2 separate regions of the Oryctolagus cuniculus genome follow, and region 1 is linked to region 2. The links are chromatin contacts, called in public Hi-C maps. All regions are on one chromosome and are shown on one strand. Each heading gives the region's core, a stretch centred on a gene start, on an enhancer-like site or on the middle of the called end of the contact. The rest is flanking DNA. Distances are from core to core; before and after follow the strand shown.

Evidence for each region. A called contact is a pair of places that touch in the nucleus more often than the background predicts.
Region 1: a contact with region 2 is called in a Hi-C map of an unstated tissue, with 2.6 times the contacts expected there. The contact joins the enhancer-like site here to the promoter of SLC17A8 in region 2. A contact is called at or near these places in 2 of 6 Hi-C or Micro-C datasets (embryonic fibroblasts and an unstated tissue).

The regions. Positions count from the first base shown.
Region 1 is chr11:103,625,638-103,628,337 of mOryCun1.1, reverse strand. The region is part of intron 2 of ANO4 (anoctamin 4); the gene reads right to left. Among named protein-coding and RNA genes, the nearest start is that of ANO4, 27 kb to the right of the region's middle. Within about 2 kb of position 1,372, at least 1 of the 8 cell types and tissues checked has an H3K27ac peak or open chromatin away from gene starts, as enhancers often do.
Region 2 is chr11:103,262,432-103,265,131 of mOryCun1.1, reverse strand. It overlaps SLC17A8 (solute carrier family 17 member 8), which reads right to left and starts at 1,320. Exons shown (of 12, transcript XM_002711219.5): 1 at 854-1,320. The coding sequence starts at 954.

The DNA.
Region 1 (2,700 bases), core at 123-2,622, 360 kb before region 2:
GTAACTCTACCTCTCAAATAAATAAAATCTTAAAAAAAAAAGTCTCCATCTTCTCCTGAGATGAAGTCACTCTGTACCACACTCCCACATGGCAGCCATCCGCTAGAGCAGTGATCACACCACCCCCTCAAACTGTGGTAGGGAATTCCAATCTGCCACACCTCCCAGCATTCTCTAGTGCCTTACCCCTAGCTTGCTTTACTCATCTGCCTGGTTCAAACAGGCCTTTGATTTGCAACCTAGATCCATAATATAGGAATATAAGTTCAGTCAGAAAATAAGAGTGGAAAAAGAGGTTGATACAGGAAAGCTAAAGGTCTTGGGGTGGCACTGTAGCACAGCAGGTTAAGCCACTGCCTGCAATGCCAGCATACTATACGGGTGCTGCTTCAAGTCCCAGATACTCCATTTTTAATCCAACTCCCTGCTAAATGCACCCAGGAAAGTGATGGCTGATGGCCCACATGCTTGGGTCTCTGCACCCATGTGGGAGACCAGAATGGAGTTCCAGGCTCTGGGCTTCAGTCTGGCCCAACCCTGGCCATTGCAGCCATTTGGAGAGTAAACCAACAGATGGAAGATTTCTGTCTCTCCTCCCCTCAACTCTGCCATTCAAATAAAGGGGGGGAAAAAGGAGGCGGGGGAGAGATGGATCCACAGGTAACAAAGCAACCTACAATGCTGGTATCCCATATGGGCACCGGTTCATGTCCTTGACGCTTCGCTTCTGATCCTGCTTTCTGCTAATGGCCTAGAAAAAGCAAAGGAAGATGGCCCAAATGTTGGGGCCCCTGCACCCATGTGGGAGACCTGGAAACAGCTCCTGGCTAGTGGCTTCAGCCTGGCCCATGGCCTGGCTGTTGCAGCCATTTGGGGAGTGAACCAGAATATGGAAGATTGATCTAATTCTACCTTTCAAATAAATATTTTTAACAGATAGTCAAAAGTCTGAAATACCAAAGTAAAAAGGCCATATTTTATTTGGCAAAGCAATATCCATTAAAGTTTTTGAAATAGGGATTAACATAATCTTGTCGATGGCAGCAAAAACAGCCAGAAGCTACCACTTCCTCCTTTGACCACTTTTGGGAAGCCCTCCCCCTTGGTTCCCAAGCCGTTTTACCCCTGGTGAAGTGATACCCAGCAAAGATGTTGGTGAGCAGTGCCTGAAGTGTTGGGGGAAAAGTCCAGAATGGGGGTAGGGGGTGGGGAGGGGTGGGCACGGCAAAATGCAGAAACCCAAAAGGGGAAAGACAAGGGCACGCCTGTGGGATTCCGACGGCTGAGCAACAGCGTCTGGGGCAGCCTCAAATGCATGCTGCAGCCTCCTTGGACACACATGCGTAACAGTCCACCCAGCCCATGATTACAGCCGACTTTTACTCCTTTCTGTGTATCTCCTCCACGAACTGCACCTCCCTCATCTTACAGGGTGCCTTAGTCATCTCGGAAAATCCCTCCCTGCTCCTCTCTTTGGCTCTTTGCCACCCACCAATACCTAGCAAGAGGCCATGCTCCAAGTTGAGGCTCGACACACACTCTCCCCCCTCCCTTACTGAATTCTTCCTCGATGCCAGCAGCACGGGGACTGTGCCAAAGGCTGTTGGGTAAAAGCCAGGTGAGAGTCATTACGGAACCAAATTAAAGTGCTGACATTAAGGAAGGGAGAGAGAGAGATGCTGACATGGAAGAAAGGAGCTTTCGCCACCAGGTAGCTTTGTCCCTCACTGGCAAGATGTCAGAGAAGACACAGGACAGAGATTGGTAGATTCCTCCCTGTAAGTGGGGCTTTGCCACGGGCTGAGGAAGGTCGAGTTCGACAGCAGGCACTTGAGCTTTAGCGGAAATATTCTTATGGAATTATCTGGCAGGAAGCAGGAAAAGAAATGGAAATGAGGGTTTGGAGAAATGACCAGGGTCATAAATCCAGAAGTCACCCACCGGAAGTCACGGCTGAAGCCTAGAAACAAAAAATCGACTTCCCTATCACAGAATAAATTCACCAGAAATTCCACCTACTACTTAATGGCGCTATAAGGGATCTAAACCTCACTTTAACTGACAGGCAGGTACTAGGATTCTCACTGATGGATGAGCAAACTGAGGCTTGAGGACATCAGAACTTCCCCACGGTTTGATAGCTGCCCAGAAATAACAGTCAAGACTCGAGCCCAGGCTCCCTGAAGACCACACAGGTGCTCTGGGCCACCGAGCCGTAATTCTCCCTAAGAAAATGCACAGCAAAAGGGACTCTGGGAGCTGGAAAAAATGGGGCCTGTTCCCTGAAAAACCACTTTTATATTATTTACTACTGAACCATTTTTTTTCCATGGAGGAATTTTGGTCTACCACAATCCCTGAAGACAGAAAATTCTGAGAACAAGCAATAGGATCACTTCAACTCTTTTGGTTGGTTACCTTCCTAACAAGTAACGCCGTGGAATGCAGGGAGTGTGAGTGGATCTTTCCTGAGTGAGGGATACAAAACTTCTGTAAACAATCAATGAGAACATAAACTCCCAAAGTTCAGAACTGTGATGGAGCCAGGAACACTGCAGAAGACCAAACTGAGTGACACTGGCGCCAGGACTGAACTTGACTGTTTCTTGAACTAAAGCACTGATGAAAATTTGTAATCAGCACTCTCGAGTCTCCCATAGCTCGCAAGATAGTATCGAGCCATAGAAATGAAATTCCATC
Region 2 (2,700 bases), core at 71-2,570:
AGAAGTTACAAAGGCGATGCTAGGTGACATTTTCACTCACCAGGATTAAAAATAATTATTCAAACACATAAAAAGCTTATCAGGAGTATTTTCACATTTATTTATGTCAAGGAGATAAAGGAGTCCTACCTTGCACATAAGGACCACGGATTAATTCATATATCAAAACTGATATATATCAAAGGGGGCATATAAAAATTTACAAATTAAAATGTCACATAAATTCATCTATTTTTGGCACACTCTCCTTCCCATGATAATGTGTTTTACTTTAAAAAGGTTTTTTGGTTTGGACTAAAATCTCATTCAATTCAGTGATGGTACTTAATGTTTTCCCCTTCATAATCATGTGAGATTTTGTGCTTTAAAGAATACTAATTTTTTAACTCTTCCAACTATTACGCCATTATCTGTGCTTTTGGGGAAAACTATTCAATCAGGGACCACTTTAGGTATATCATATAACAAACAAAAAATTTTCAAATATTTAATTTTCAGCTCAAAACACAACTACATTTGTCACTGAGTTAGCATGAAATATTATCTCCTCACTCTTTGCTAATTTAATGCCAAACACATCATATGCATTACCCCAAGTCCAATATGTGCTCATCCTGCTGCATAAACAGCACACTTGTCTTGATGTTTCCTTAATTAAACCCAACACTTTTTGATGCATATTTTTTCCCTCCCAACAGAGACTGTTAGTGCTGCAAGAGGCTCCAGAAACCATGTAATCTGACCCACCCCTCCTTGTTAAAATGTGTTTTATAAACATGACACAAAGTCGTTCATACATTGCCAACATGAGGCTACTCAAGAAATAAACCTCAAATTTGCCTCCCAACTTTACCTTTGTAAAATCCCCAACGAATCTCCCACGGCGTTCTTCACTCCTTCCTTCCCAGGTTTCAGAAATTTTTCCTTGAAGGTCTCAAAGGCTTTAAAAGGCATTTTGAATGAGGGGCACCTGAGAGCCGTTACCACCCAGTCTCAGCAACTGTCATCTTTTCTCCTGTCCAGCGTGGGGACCGCTCTGTTTTCCGGGAACACCTGGAAGTCAGTTCTCATAGAGGTAACTGCTTAGAATCAGAAAGGAGAGGAAACTCAGCCCAGATCTTCCAAGATGAGACCACTCTCTCCTCTCTCAAAACCCCTCCCTAACAAAAATGCCAAGAGTTGTCTGGCTGGGAATTCAGCCCCTTGAAAAAGCTACAAGTCAGCAGCAGCCGCCCGTGGCTGTTGCCTCGGACAGCCACTCTGAGACTGAGCGCTGCCTCTCTCCCTCCCTGGCTGCAGCTGGAGAAGCTAAAGTGGGTTCCAGCCCATGAGGATCCCCGAGACCTGCAGCAGCATCTGCGGCCTAGCCCAGCCCCTCCCACCTCCCCACAGGCAGCCTGTGGCTCTCCCTGAGTGCTCTTTTCCATGGAGTGCTATAGTAACCCGCAGGATACCTGCCCCTTAGCCGCTGGGGCTCAGTCATGGGCGCTGGGCCAGAGCAGGCGTCCAGAGGGAAGGTTGTGTTTATGAAACATTTACGAGTCCTCTGCTTTCTGAGGCCTGGGCCTGCTGAGCGGCTCTCAGCCACCACTTCATGCCCTTTGTGTCCCCTGTGGGAGCCATGAAGCAGTTTTTTGTTTGGATGCTAGCATGGATGTGATCCCTGGAGGAACATTTGCACTTGAGTGGGCTAAATGCAAAACCCAGGCCTTGAACATGTAGGATGGCATCTATTTGTTTCTCGTCGACAGAGCAGGTTCTCTGAAGGTATGGGATGCAGACACCATTAGGGCAATTAACTGAAGATATCTGAGCCAGTCCTAGCACCTGCTTACAATCTTCACAGGCTCCTCATTGTCTCCAAGAAAAAAATACCTTATCCTGGCGCCCAAAGTGCCTCCATGGGACCCTGAGCCCTGTTTCTTGTCCCTCTGCTTTCCATAACACTGAGGCCACTGAACTGTGGCCTCTGGAGTTCACTCAAGTCGTACCCCTGCCTGGGCAATGAACCTGACCCTTCACCGTGGTCACTTCTGGGGTCCTGAAGTCTCATCCAGACATCAGATCCACTAGAAAGCCTTGCAGATGAGGCGGAGGGTCCCTCCAAATCCTCTGTACTTAGGTGTAACCTAAGCACTAGTTCCGCTGGGGATGAAATATTGCATTGCACCTGTATTCCAGGCTGCAGGATGCTGCCTCCTGGTGGTGAAGACACAGCCTTCATCTGTGATGCTTCAGAGCTCCCTACACCCAGGGACGGCCAGGGACTGACCAATGTGCTGTGGGCGATGCTCTGATTTCCCCGGAGTCATTGTCACAGAACCAGTCATTGCCCTCTGCAGCTGTAGTCCAAACCTTTCTGAATTTGAATGAAATTAAACCAAATCAGAATTGGATCTTGGGTAGGTTAAATATTGCTAATATTTATTGAGCTTTTCCTATGGTCCAAGCTCTGTGTTAGGCACTCTATTTATATAGTATCACAATCTTCCCAACACTGCTCTGTAGTTAATAACTTATTTTCTCCAATTTTACTGATGGGAAACAGGCAAAGACAGGTTAGACTTTCCTGAGATCATTTAACTAGTTAGTAGCAGAGCCCAATTTCAGATCCAAATGGCCTGACTCTGGCCCTTGTTTCTCTCTCTCTCTCTCTCTCTCTCTCTCTCTCTCTCTCTCCCCCTCTGTTCTACCCTCCCT